4 separate regions of the Mus musculus genome follow, and all the other regions are linked to region 4. Evidence: chromatin contacts called from public ChIA-PET and promoter capture Hi-C data. All regions are on one chromosome and are shown on one strand. Each heading gives the region's core, a stretch centred on a gene start, on an enhancer-like site or on the middle of the called end of the contact. The rest is flanking DNA. Distances are from core to core; before and after follow the strand shown. Region 1 overlaps Scarb2 (scavenger receptor class B, member 2). Region 2 holds the start of Cxcl10 (chemokine (C-X-C motif) ligand 10). Region 3 holds the start of Ccdc158 (coiled-coil domain containing 158). Region 4 holds the start of Ccni (cyclin I).

The links. Promoter capture Hi-C pulls out the DNA fragments that hold promoters and counts their contacts. ChIA-PET counts read pairs in DNA pulled down with a chosen protein or histone mark. Capture Hi-C pulls out chosen DNA fragments and counts their contacts.
Region 1: an RNA polymerase II ChIA-PET map of memory CD8 T cells shows a contact between it and region 4, with 10 read pairs. The contact joins the enhancer-like site here to the promoter of Ccni in region 4. A contact is called at or near these places in 3 of 39 promoter capture datasets (the HPC-7 cell line, cranial neural crest and hippocampal neurons) and 4 of 115 datasets of contacts at active chromatin or transcription factors (embryonic forebrain, memory CD8 T cells, microglia and 1 more).
Region 2: a promoter capture Hi-C map of liver shows a contact between it and region 4, with 2.6 times the contacts expected there. The contact joins the promoter of Cxcl10 here to the promoter of Ccni in region 4. A contact is called at or near these places in 1 of 39 promoter capture datasets (the C10 cell line), 3 of 115 datasets of contacts at active chromatin or transcription factors (bone marrow-derived macrophages, memory CD8 T cells and stem cell-derived neural progenitor cells) and 1 of 9 other capture datasets (liver).
Region 3: a contact with region 4 is called in a promoter capture Hi-C map of second pharyngeal arch cranial neural crest. The contact joins the promoter of Ccdc158 here to the promoter of Ccni in region 4. A contact is called at or near these places in 13 of 39 promoter capture datasets (the HPC-7 cell line, cranial neural crest, embryonic stem cells and 8 more), 1 of 15 datasets of contacts at CTCF or cohesin (the NIH/3T3 cell line), 3 of 484 Hi-C or Micro-C datasets (embryonic fibroblasts, embryonic stem cells and nephron progenitors), 12 of 115 datasets of contacts at active chromatin or transcription factors (astrocytes, bone marrow-derived macrophages, embryonic basal ganglia and 8 more) and 3 of 9 other capture datasets (adipose tissue, embryonic stem cells and liver).

The regions. Positions count from the first base shown.
Region 1 is chr5:92,465,684-92,468,971 of GRCm38.p6, forward strand. The region is part of intron 2 of Scarb2 (scavenger receptor class B, member 2); the gene reads right to left. Among named protein-coding and RNA genes, the nearest start is that of Mir6415, 8.8 kb to the left of the region's middle. Within about 2 kb of position 1,643, at least 62 of the 459 cell types and tissues checked have an H3K27ac peak or open chromatin away from gene starts, as enhancers often do. A contact at or near this core is called in memory CD8 T cells, microglia and thymic regulatory T cells, where this site is marked.
Region 2 is chr5:92,347,489-92,350,805 of GRCm38.p6, forward strand. It overlaps Cxcl10 (chemokine (C-X-C motif) ligand 10), which reads right to left and starts at 1,401. Exons shown (of 4, transcript NM_021274.2): 1 at 1,266-1,401; 2 at 601-727; 3 at 317-406. The coding sequence starts at 1,326. It also overlaps a transcript of Art3 not described here.
Region 3 is chr5:92,673,696-92,676,889 of GRCm38.p6, forward strand. It overlaps Ccdc158 (coiled-coil domain containing 158), which reads right to left and starts at 1,432. Exons shown (of 25, transcript NM_001360018.1): 1 at 1,363-1,432.
Region 4 is chr5:93,204,411-93,208,010 of GRCm38.p6, forward strand. Ccni (cyclin I) reads right to left here and starts at 2,085. Exons shown (of 7, transcript NM_017367.3): 1 at 1,504-2,085. It overlaps 2010109A12Rik (RIKEN cDNA 2010109A12 gene), which reads left to right and starts at 2,108. Exons shown (of 3, transcript NM_029363.1): 1 at 2,108-2,313. The coding sequence starts at 2,270.

The DNA of each region.
Region 1 (3,288 bases), core at 393-2,892, 740 kb before region 4:
GGTTTTCCCATAGTGTCCCCATTGGGACACTGACTCCGTCAGACTACTCACAGCTGACCTCGTGACTTCCCTCAGCTACTTGGAGTCCTCCACCATCCTAAATCATCATTGACTCCTGGCCTTTACAGAGAGCTGTACATGGGAAATAAACCAGTAAGACATGGCTTCCTCCTCTGCTGAGGGAGAGAAGGAGAGAGGGAGAGAAAGAGAAGAAGAGGGAAGCTTTCCTCTCAAAACAGCATGATCAGCCAAAAATAAAACCCAAACCAAACAAACAAAACCATTTCCCTCCCCCTCTGGCAATGCTCAGACAGACAGACAGACAAGGAGAGGGATTTTTATGACAATACCAGTAAACCTGGTTAGCAGCATACATTCTCATGCACATATACATGAACGAATGCCAGCTACCAGCTGATCAACAGCAGCCAACTAGACACAGTGAAGTTGCTGGGAAACAAGAGACAGACAACAAGAAGTGGTCAGATTACTGTCAGCCACATTAGAGAAGACCTGAGAACTATCTAGAAACACAGACAACCGCTTAAAACAGAAACAAAAGCCATCTTGGGCGTAGACAAGGAATCAAGGGACTGTATTTCCAACTGCCTGGTACAACTGCCCTGTTCTTCAATAGACAATAATAATCTGAGACTATAGTTTAATTTTTAAAAAATATTTATTTATTTATTTTATGTATATGGGTATACTCTGTAGCTTTACTGATGGTTGCTGAGAATGAAGGTTGCTCACTCTGGTCTGCCCCACTTGCTCTGGCCTAAAGATTTATTTATTATTATATCTTACTACACTGTAGCTGTCTTCAGACACATCAGAAGAAGGCATCAGATCTCATTACAGATGGTTGTGAGCCACCATGTGGTTTCTGGGATTTGAACTCAGGACCTTCAGAAGTTCAGTCAGTGCTCCTAACCATTGAGCCATCTCACCAGCCCCATAGTTTAATGCTTAACACTACAGTACATCTAAGCATTTTTAAAAGGGGAAAGGAAAGAAGGAAAGAAAGAAAAAAGGAAGAAAGGAAGGAAGGAAGGAAAAAAGAAAGAGAAAGAGTGAGAGACAGAAACAGAGAGATGGAGACAGAAAAACAGACAGACAGAAACAGAGAGAGAGAGAGAGAGAGAGAGAGAGAGGAGAGAGAGAGAGAGCGCGCCAGGAGTGGGAGCCACACTTGTAGTCCCCGCTCTGGAGGTGCTGAGGCCAGAAGATATCCTTGGCTATTTTGTCAGACTCATCTCAGAAAGAAAGGAAGGGGAGAGCAGGAGGAGAGAAGGGATGGAGAGGGGAGGAAAAAGAGAGTTGGATGAAAATCTTGGTGTGGTGGTATTACATGTAATCTCAGCACCAGGGGGGCTGAAGCAGGAGGATTACTTGAACCTAAGAATCCAGAAGTTTTAGACCAGCTTGGACCACACAGCTTGCATATACCAAAGCTCTGTTTAAAAAGACAACATCAAAACCAAAACAAAGTAAGAAGGAAATGAAAGAAAGAAGCCTGACATGGTGACTTCCCCTGCAGGCTCTGGCTTTGGGAAGTTGAAGTAAGATTGTTGTAACTTTGAGGTCAGCCTGGAAAACACAGTGAATTCCAGGTCAGCCTGGGCTGCAGGGCGAGACTGTCTCTAAAGTAAACAAAAGAAGGAAATGTTTGAGTTATTCCCTGTGAACTACTGAATCCCATAGGAAGGAGGGACACACAGAATGAAAAAGAACAATTTTAATTCACTGGCCACATCAACAGCTGTGCTTCCAGCTTTTTTGGTATGCTGGATAAATTGGTTCGTACAATGTGTTAGGTGATGGGGACACCTCTCAGTGCTGTAAGAGCACTTTCCCAGCGTGCACTGGGCTCAATCTTCAACACCAAAAGGAAAGCAAGCAAGCAACACCTCGACCTTTAGTCATTACGTTCATCTCAAAAGGAGTTAGTCATTTGGGTTCACCCATAGCTCTCTATGGAAAATCACCTATCGCCAGGCGGTGGTGGCACATGCCTTTAATCCCAGCACTTGGGAGGCAGAGGCAGGCTGATTACTGAGTTCGAGGCCAGCCTGGTCTACAGAGTGAGTTCCAGGACAGCCAAGGTTACACAGAGAAACCCTGTCTGGAAAACAAAACAAAATACCCCTCCCCAAAAAAAATCACCTATCACCTTGGTGGCTGATATCAGTGACCTCAGATCACTAGATAGGGGTGTACAGTGAGATCTGACTCAGGTTTTTTGCTCAGTCCTATCTACACTAATACTTTGCTGTGGGACTAAAAAGTCACTCGTGGTTTCTTTGGCTTCATCTTTTCTAAGATAAGGCCTTACAATGTTGCCTTGGCTAGCCTGAGACTCACTTTGCAAAACATTCAGCCATCCCTCTGCCTCCGCCTCTCTAGGGGGACTGCAGTGTGAGCCTGCTCCCCGAGGCTTCTGTCTTTGTTTCTCCATCTGTAAAGTGGCGACCACCATGTGCCTATCTCACAGAGATGCTGTGAGAAATAAACCATCCAGTATAAAGCTCCGCTGAAGCCCCCAGCACACACGACACTCAGTCACTACTGTGCGGCATCGCCACCTGTGCCAGGTTCTGGAGACGGGGGATGCTATGTCCTGTCTCCTGTCTTCAGACACACTGGGGCACAGGAGACTGCCATTTAGATACCAGAAGAGATACCATGAACTGTTCTGCGGTAAACGTGTAAGTGCACAGACCTCTTCAACCAGCCAGTCTCATTGTCTTTGGATGGATGCCCAATGGTAAGATGCATGAATCACATGGTGGCTCTATTTTTAGTTTTTTAAAAGAAACTTTCATATATTTTCCATAATGCCATTAATTTACATTCCCCAAAACAGTATGAACATGAGAGTGAGGTTTTCTTTCTTTTCTTTTCTTCTTCTTCTTCTTCTTCTTTTTTTTTTTTTTTTTTTTAAAAAAAAGCTAAAATATGGTAAAAGAGGGACTACAGAGATGGCTCAGTGTTAGATCTAGTTTGGTTCCTGCATCTATGTCATGTGACTCACAACTATCTGTGTCTCTGACACTGGGGCATTTGATGCCCTCTTCTAGCCTCTGCCTGCACTTACATAGACACACACACACACATCAAAATAAATTTTAAAAATAAGAAAAGTTAGGAGGGCTGTGGAGACAGCTCCATCAGGAAAGTGCTTGCCTTGCAAGCATGAAGACCTTAGTTCAATTTCCTGAGCCCACATAAGCAGGCAGGTAGGCCGCGGTGGCGCACATTTATAACCCCAGGGCTGGGACGCTCTGG
Region 2 (3,317 bases), core at 151-2,650, 860 kb before region 4:
AATCTCCATGGGTCACGGGTGGGTGGGGGTTGAGGGGACAGAATGGGTTTGTGTGTTTTTTGTTTTTTTTTTTTTTAAGTGAGGAAGTGGGGGGGGGGTGGGCATTTGGCAGCTTTACCCGTGACAGGTATAATAACTGCTCCACTTCTAGACACTAGGAATGTATGACCTAAGAAGGCACCTCAGTGTCTGTGTAAATGGAGAGACAAAGGCACATGCCGGTGCCATGAGTTTAGGGCAGATGCCCCACAGCAAAGCCCAGGGCAGGCGCTGCTCCCCAGACCACCATTTCCTGAAAAAGCAACATCAAACCTACCTTTTTTGGCTAAACGCTTTCATTAAATTCTTGATGGTCTTAGATTCCGGATTCAGACATCTCTGCTCATCATTCTTTTTCATCGTGGCACTATAGAAATAAGAGTGAGATACTCAGATTAACGTCAGGCCAACAGAGCTGATGGCCCTGCAGGTCCATGTCAGAGTTCAGGCACTGTGCCTTAGTTAGAGTCACAGACCCGTCCCTATCTTTCCTGGTTTCCCTCACTTATTTACTGTGTGGTTACGGGAGGGACGTTTATCGGCAGGTGGGCTTGTACTCACATGATCTCAACACGTGGGCAGGATAGGCTCGCAGGGATGATTTCAAGCTTCCCTATGGCCCTCATTCTCACTGGCCCGTCATCGATATGGATGCAGTTGCAGCGGACCGTCCTTGCGAGAGGGATCCCTGCAGGAAGAGAGGGGGAGAGCCAGGAAGGTCAGCACACGGTTTCATTTTAGGCACTTAAAATGGATGAGGTAGTGTTTAGCAGACCCTGTCTGATCTGTGGAGAGACGCATCCCATCGTATCATAGGGCTGAGTGTTTGAATATCTTGGTCATGGTAAAGAGAGATCTGCAACTTGTCAGTTACGAAATCCTGCATTTATGCACTGCTCACAGTATTGGTTAGGCTCAGGCAAGGAGGCATCCGTGCCTTACCCCATCCCACTCTTTCGCCCTTTCTCCTGACTCTCTCTTCCCTCCTTCTTCCTCCTCCCTCCTCCTTTTCTCCCTTTCTTCCCTTCTTCGTTCCTTTGCTTTTATTCTATTTTTCTCTGACTTCAACCAGCCTATGATAAACTCTGCAAGCTGAAGGGATTTCTTCCTGCTTCCCTCTTCTTTATAGGTACACACATTAAAGCTTAAATACATGCTGTGTTTAGAACTGAGCTTAATCGTCTGACTTCTGACTTCGTTAATTAAATGGCCTTGGTGTCCCTTACCTTGAGTCCCACTCAGACCCAGCAGGATGAGGCAGAAAATGACGGCAGCACTTGGGTTCATGGTGCTGATGGGGAGGCTTCCGGAAGGTTGGCTCGGGATGTCTCTCAGCGGTGGATGAAGCGCTTCTCGAGTGCCGGCTGCTGAGGAGTATTTATCTGCAAAGAGTTTCCCTCCCTGAGTCCTGATTGGCTGACTTTGGAGATGACTCAGCAAGGCTCCGCAACCCGAGGGAAGTCCCCTGTAAACCGAGGGCATTGCTTGTGTTTATTGTGACCCATGAACTTGGAATTTCCCTCTCCCCTCTTGTGCTCCTTTTAATTTTTAACGAGTGAGGTAAGTTTCACTTTCCAAAGCGTGAGCTGTTTGAGAAATCAGATGCAGTGCCTTGCAGAATAAGTCTGGAAATGGCTTTAATTCTCATCTTCCTTCTCTCATAAATAAAACACAGAACTGATATCTAAGTCAGGTTCTAACCATGGTTTTTACATTTGTTGTGTTTACACTGTTTATTTTTGCTTTTTACTTCATATGCTTTATTATAAAATACTTGGAATAAACTTTAAAAAAAAATCACACGCCAAATTTAGCCAGATCCAAAGTCTATACAACTTAGTGAACAGTTAGAGCAGGCATTCAGAACAGAAGCCGGAAGTGTCACACTAATGTTTACAAGTTACAAGAGGAATTGCAAAGCTAATTGTTGCCCCGTGCTGATTCTCTCAGGGATGCTTTGATTGTCTTCTTTGTGAGTGTGTGGTTACAGGGTCAAGGATGAAAGTGAGTGTGGATGTCACTCTGCACAGCACCCAAGGCAGCAGATACCTGGGACCTGGAAGAGTAGGTGAGGTTACATAGATCTCGCATAGAGGTGACAGTGATGAAGGGGATGGAGGTGACTCATCCTGGGAATGGGACAGGAGCCTGGAGTGTACCGGTTCAAAACTTGACAACAGAGGCCAAGAGTGAAACCTGTACCCACCAACGGGAACTGGGAAACAGGAGCTGTCACCAGAACAGGAAGGGAGTTGCTGCTTGGGAAAGATAGAAATTTCTAGAGAGCAAAATCCACATTGATGTAGTCCAAGGACTAGAACAGAGCTAAGCTTTCAAGGGAGCAAATCACGGGACAGCCGTGGAATCTGGAAGGACAGACAGAAGGGAATGGGGGCAGAGACAAGCCAAGAGACTTTCGTTTTGCAACCTTCTGCTGGGAGAAGGCTACTGTGAGAGGACGCCATGAGCAGTCTCTCCCAACCTGCTTCTGCAGAATAGACGCTGCGCTGTAGGAACCTCAGAATTTTAGAGTGGAAAGAGGTGCTGAGCAGTTTTACATTAAACAATAAAGAAAGATACATGGTGACAGTTTTATTTTATTTTGTTATTGTACAAGTTCTCAGTCAAGATGTGAAGGAAAAACAGATTTGAGGATGTTAAGAAAAAACAGTTAGCAAGTGGATATATAGTCCCTTACTGAGGAGAAAAGAGTTTAGTAACTATTGCGTAGTGTTAAGCATCTGTTAGTCAAGAGTTTTCCCTCATTCAACCCTCTAGGAATCCAGAAACTCCATCTCTGTAGCCCACGCTCTCAAACACTTGGTTATGCAGTGGCTCCAAAGAGCAGATCCTTGGTTCAGGCTCCAGACTTGCCTGTGTCTGCTTGGCTGAAGTTATCTTTGATGTTTCTTTGGTGTTTCTGGAACTAAACACCTAGAAGGGGTTTAAATTGGACTTGTTTTACACAGAATTTCATGCTAAAATGAAAGTTACTGTAGTATACATACATTGTATCCAGTAAATAGTCACTCGTACTTGAAAGCAGCCCTTTGACTAGAACAGGCCATTTTGCACTGAATTATAGCAGATTATGGCAAGTATGGTATACATGTCATGGAATTTTTGTGGCTAGGAGAAAAATGAACATTTCTTCAAACATATTCAGATCTGTAAAAAAATATCAAAATTTATGACTATAAAGTTAATGTCAAATGACTGAAATAAAAGAATCTATATGGAATTTCCTAAGAGTCCGCTCCCTATGGTCAGAAGTGCTT
Region 3 (3,194 bases), core at 182-2,681, 530 kb before region 4:
TAGGTGGCCAGTATTTGGCTTGTAAGGCCATACAGTTAACCCCATGCCCTCTGGGGATAGGTGGTTTCGAAAAAGGCCCTTTTAAATGGATGCTATAGGTTTGTTTGTTTTTGTATTTTAAGTCAGGGTCTCTCTACATAGCCCTGGCTGGCCTGGAGCTCTCTATGGAGACCTCACAGAGATCTGCCTGCCTCTGCCTCCTGAGTGCTAGAATTCAAGGTGTGCACCACCACACCAGCTTTAGATTCTAGAGTTTTAAAGTGGATCACTCTAATACAGAAGAACAGAGTCACCCCCGAAACTAAAACAGCAAGCAAAGGCCTTGTAGATACATCAAATAAATCTTTAACAACTACATTTAGAGGGTAAACAGCCTCTAAATGTAGTTCACACTCAACTAAAATGAATAGATAACTGTATTAAAATTTAAAATATGGGACTGGAATGATGGCTAGGCCTTAGAGCACTTGCTGCCAGTGTCCAGGTCCCAGCACCTGCATGGCTGCTCAAAACCTTCTGTAAGTCCAGTTCCAGGGAATCCCACAACCCCTTCTAGCCACCACAGGCATCAGGCACCCACATGGTGCCCTTACACACAGGCAGGCAAAATACTAAATTAACATAAAATAAAAATACATCTTTAAAAAAATGAAAAACGTGGCACAGAGGTTGGCATTTCAGATCTCTGCCTCAACTTTCCCACTCCCATAGACCATAGGTATACACACATTAGCAGCCCTGTCTAACTCACCCTCTGGGAAGATTCAACACTCTGGACCTTTTTTTCTTATGTAGTTATCAGCCAAAACACACCGAGGAACAGCCCACACCACTTACTTGTTTTCTGCATTCCCGTGACCTTAAAGCCAACCTGACATTTAACAGGAGCAATGCCTAGGACCGCTCAATTGGGGACTTCTGCAAGTGTTGTGGGAAAGGAGGCTGTTGCTGAGGTGGAAAGTCTAGGACCTGAAGTGGATTATCAAGAGGCTACAGTCACACAGTCTCATGTGGGACGAAATACTGGTGACAGCCCGAGACTCCACTGTCTGTCCCCACAGTTTCCCATCTCTTCCAGAGATTCCCAGGAGCCAGGCCGGAACAAAAGTGAGCAGGGAGCAGTCCTGTTGGACTCAAAGAATTCTGCAAGTGACTCTGCAGTCACGAAGACCCAGGTTTCCCGCCACTGCCCCTGGAGAACAGGGACAGTGTACAAAGTGGAAAACAGCTGTACAAAGTGATTGGGCTGCTTCCACGTGTGACCATAAGGCCATGGAAAGTTCCAGAAGGAACAGGAGTCGATCCAGGTCCTCAAGGAGAACGACCCTTCCCTGTACCCCGAGGCGCACTCCGTCCGCATACCTGCTAACAACACCTAGCCCTAAGAGACCGGCCGCATGTCCGCGGGGGCCGCGGCCGCACCTGCGAGACCCTGTCGGCTCTCACTGCACCCGAGACCGCGACCCCGCGCAGCTACCTTACCACGGCACCCGACCGGCCACCTCGAGGCCTCGAGCTCCCTGCTTCTGCGGAGCGCAAGCCCGGTCTGACGGTTGGCGGCGAGGAACTTAGGGAGAAAGGGGGCGGGGTGTGAGGGAAGGGCGGGGCGTAAGGAGGGCGGGGCGTGAGAGAAGCCGGAAGGCTGAGGTACGAGAAAAGGCGGGGCGTGAGGAGGAGGGCTGGACCGGAGAGGGGAGAGGGGAGAGGGGAGGCTGAGGCAGAAGAAGAGGGGCGGGGCCTGAGAGAGCGCTGCCCGTGAGGGGGCGGGGCAGGCAGCCTGTAAGACCACGCCCCCGGACTGCTACGTGCTCCCCGCTCCCCTACCCCGTCGCCAAGGCAACCAGGGAGGCCCAACAAGCCACATTTCTTCGCTTACTACTGCCCTGCAACCCGGCTCCTTATCTAGCCTCACTCTCCTGTCGTCCTCACAAAGACCCCACAAAGATCCTCCCAGCTACCAAATGGCACAGATCCTCTCTGTTACCAGCGCTCAGAGAGAGGGGCAGGCTGACATCCTTATTCACATGTGCAGTCTACTCCCCCTAACCCACCCCACCCCTGCCTGTTCAAGCTAACAGAATAACTTGCATTTTGCAGCTCGCCTGTGCTTAGCCTGTGCTTTTAAGTTGCACTTCCGTCCGGACTGTTTTTTCAGGTTCAGAGTTCTTCGGATAACTGACCTTTCTGCCTTCGGAGAGCTGTTTCCTCTTCTGTGCTTCGGTTACTCTGTCGTTATAACGACTATACACTCAGACTCCAGCGTGCTGTTCAAATTAGCATCCCAAAGAAAGAGTTCCAAAGAGGCGGAAGATGAGAGATACAACCTGTAGCGTTTGTTATTGTTTTGAAGACAGAGACTCCCTACGTAGCCTAGGGTGGCCACAAACTTGGAATCCTTCTGCCTCTTAGACTATGCTCTTACAGAAGTGTATAGATCAACTTTTGCTTTGTGATGTTGGATTCTGTTAACTATCAAGGTTAAGTAGTACAACACATATACAGTGTATAAATTGACTATAAATATCAAACACTTTTATGTAATGCAGTTACAAATTGTAACCTTTTATGAAGTACCATTGAAGACTTTTGTCATACCGCTTACTGCCTTGGAAACAACTAGGACTATAGCGTCAAGTACATAAACAGGAAATTATAATCACTAAGCAGGACGATAAATGGCTAGCCTCTGTGACTAGACTGAAAACAAGTTCCAATTAGTTTCCTTTAAACCTTTTCATTTCTATCAAAACATAAGTGTGTTCTTTTGGCATAAAACATTTTAATTACCTAACACGTGACTCTTATTGCTGTCTCATTTTGTGTGTGTTTGTACCCTGAATAAAGTTTTTTCTTCTCTTGATCGGGCTATGTGACTTAGGAAGCCTCAGCCTAAATGTGGGTCCTAGCCCAGTTAGGAGGGGTGGAAGGGAAACCTTCCAAAGGTGAGTTTGTGGTTGTCCCTACCATCCTTTGTTACCATCAGAACCCAGTTTCTTTAGCCTTCCCATGTGGACTGAAGACCAGGGGCTCCCCACACCTCCTGTACCAGCCTAGGATTGCTAAGGCACCCAGCCTTATACACTAACTAGGTCCTGGGTTTTCAGCCTCTTCAGAGGGATACAGACCTTACTGTGAAAGGTGAAGTAGTAAAGCCTAAATATGCATTCACTCTGTTCCTCTAGAGAGCATTAACT
Region 4 (3,600 bases), core at 835-3,334:
ACCAACATACATCCAGGACCCCCTGATCTTAAGAGTGGAACACAATGCCGGTAAACAACCACATTAATAGCAAGCTTCATCAATACATAATTATCCTATTATGGTGATCACAATGCCAACTCTATTAATAATCCTGTACTGACTGTTGACTTCTGGTCCTTCCTTCCTTTTCTGAACAGAGAAGATCAATGTGAGCCTTTAAGGTTTTTGTAGCTACTATTCCCTCCTTGACTTTATGAACCAGCAATACCGGGTCATAGGCGATCCCACATCACCGTCTAGAATTGTGCAGAAACACACTACCCTGCCTTTCTGTATCCATACTTGGACATAATCCTGCCTTTGTATGTAATTACTGTCATGACCATTGCTAGACCTGCTTTCTCAACTAATCATGAGTATCTTTACCACTAACAGTTTCCAAACTTTAGCACTGTACCTCCCTGCCCCCCAAATCACAGCTTACCCTTGTCAGGTGCTTATCAATAGCCCTCAATGCTTTGCTACTACTTGGCTAGCTATTGTTCATATTACTCTAAGTAATCCTTGTTTAACCCTATGATGGTGGAATTACTAAATCCATTTAAAAGATGAACAAACACACAGGTAGGTTGAATACTCTTAATTTTTAAGAATTACTTGACCAGAATAAACAAATACTCTTGGCTTTTAACCTAACCCTTTTTTTAACCCCTTTTAAGACAGGGTACATACATATATGTATGTGTGTGTATGTCTCCATCCCTAGCTGTCCAGAAAGTTTCTAGGTTTACCAGGCTGCTGTTCAAACACTCAATGGCTCTTCACTGACAAAGTGAAACGTAAGTATTTTACTTTGCTATTCTAAGACCTTCAGTTGATCCATTTACCTCGTTGATCTATTTACCTCACACTTTCCACGAATTTACTACACAATGTTCAACTTCTGCCTAAATGACCTGCGGTGGAGCAGGCTAACTCTGCAGAGAGCATTTAGCTCTTGCAAAATTCGGCATTTTTCTGTCCTTTATGATGCAACTCAGTTCCCTCACCTCTCTAGTTTCCTCCACCGGCCCAAGCCCTAGACGACGTTACACTCCCGCGCGCGGTGTGTGGGTGGCGGGGGGGGGGGGGGGTAGGGCAGAGGAAGATAACTATTGGCTTGACATTCACAATACTCTGCCCGGTAAATTATGTTCGGTGGTCACGAGGGATCGGTGGCTTCTGTGGGTGGGGGTGTGTCACCTTCTTTATTAGCACTGGCTCGCGGAGCCTGGAACTGGCACCCCAGTCGGTGACGGGCTGTGGCTACAAGTTACTTGGGGACCAAAAAAAAAAAAAAAAAAGAAAAAAAGGCCGGGCTCAAAGGAAACCCACGCAGCGCTGCCAGAGACGGCGAGGGGGTCCCCGAGGTGCCCAGGAAAGGTTCGCCGAGGGGACCGGTCCTCGGGGGAGCGGCGCGCGCCCCCGCGAGCTCCCACTCCAGCGGCGCGCACGGCGACCGCGCCGCGCCCCCGCCCTCACCTTCTTCTTCTCCTCCTCTTCCTCCTCCTCCTCCTCCCCGGCAGAGCTGTAGGCCTCACAGTGGTGACGCGGGGTCATCCGGGGGCCCGTTACCACCTCATGATCCTCGGCGCGCGGCAGCGGGGCGCGCGGGACCAGGGCCGGGCCGTCTGAGGAGGGAGAAGAGGGCAAACCGGGCCGGCGGGCGCGGGTACTCGGGCGGGACGCACGGCTGCGGCCGAGGGGTCACTCAGCGAACTAGTTCCATGATGACCCTGGGCCCGAGGCCGCCGCCGCCGGTCCCGCTCCTCCGACCGCCGCCGCTGGTGCCCGGGTGAGGAGGGGGCGCCCTCTCGCCATAGGGCGGCGGGGGCCGGGGAGAGGCGCGGGGTGAGGCCGGCTCTGCCCCTGCCCGAGGGAAACGCCTCCGAGGGGAAATGGTGGAAGGGGGGAAGGGGAAAAAAGAAAAGAAAAGGAAGGGGAAAGGGGGAGAAAATAAGAAAAAGCGAGACAGAGGCGCTGGCGCGTCCGCTCGCGGGGGAAGGCTGGGGAGGGAGGAGCGTACGAAAAAGCGCCGGCCGCCTAGCCCCGCCCTCGCGGACTGATTTCGGCCGCGCGTGTCTGTAAACAACGCCAGTGTTCTCGTCTCTTCCTGGCCACCTCCGGTGTCCCACGGACGCATAGGAGAGTTTGAACAAAGACGAACTTCCGTGTCTTATGGACGCACAGGAGAGTTTGAACAAAGACGAGCTTCCGGAGACGACCTGGGGAAGGCGCTGGGACTGGGATGAAAAGGGAAAGTGCATTTTGTGTGCACAAAGAGAAGGAAAGGTGCGCGGACTCTTTTTCCTCGGGCGCGCGGAAGAACCCCCGCCGCCTGTTCGGTGACGTAAGAGGCTTGTTAGCCGAGGAGGCGTGCAGTGGCCGGAGAGTGTGCTGCGCATGCGCCTCTGGAAAGAAAGGAGCCTAGCCTCAGGGAAGGGTTTCTGGGTGAGCGCCTGCGCCCAACCTAGAGTCTCCCAGTGTTTCCCAGCCCAACTTGTCCTTAGCCCTCCTGAACGAATTTATTAGACGTGGATGGAGATCTTTTGTGTAAAGATCACATTCTTTGTTGACCTTACGCAAAATTATGTTGTCCCGTTCCTATTAGTGAGTAAGGACATGCATCTTTTTAACCATCCTGTGGGTGATGGGAGACTGAAGCACTTTAGAATTAAGAAAATTAAGGGGATCATATCCTGCGTGCTTAAGGCTACTTGTAAAAACAGTGGATTAGACTACTGACGGCTTGGCTGTGCGCCAATGGAATTCTAGTCATGAGCCAGTATGTCTAGTATTTCAGGGTCCTGTTTATCACTAACTAGGTCCTTAACGAATGTGAACTAAATGTGTTTTATTTACTTGAGTACTTTTTACTCCAGTTGGTAAATTTTGCAAATCTTACAATGGTTCTACTTATGAAAAGAATGCAGATAGCTTTGGGAAGAAGGGGAGACCTGGAACTTAACCATTTACCTAGTCAAGCATTCATTTTACATCACTGGAAAAAAACAAAAACAAAAACAAAAAAAAAACCCGATCAGGTTTTTACAGAACTGGAATTAGCTTGAAAACAAAAGGCTCCTGTCTTCAAGGAGTTTGCAACTCAGGCACAGAGATACCCATTGATCACTGTATGAAATTACCCAAAAGACTGTTTTACTCTATAGCCATCCCCTCCCCATATGAACTCATGGATGGCCTGGATCTTGTATAGTTTGTTTTATACTGCATTTCTGTATGTGAAAGGCTCTCAGTATTTGATTTCTGACCTCATAAACAAGTGTCAGTAGCAGAAGGATTAAGATGGAAAATTTCAGACCAGTGTGGAAACGCCTTTAACCTGCTCTGGGCTCTCAGTAAAGGTTTCTCTGAGGAAGTGACATTTAAGATGAGTCTTGAAACCACTGGGCAAAGAAAAATATAGGCACAGGAAGCAACATATGGAAAGCACTGAAGCTTACATTGCCTCTGAGACTCAAGGGGCAGAAAGCTGAGGTCAGAGAGGATTCTATAGGGCACAGCGGGGCTCAGGAAGCACTGGAGGGTTTTAAGTAGGTTCTACGTGTGCCTGCATTT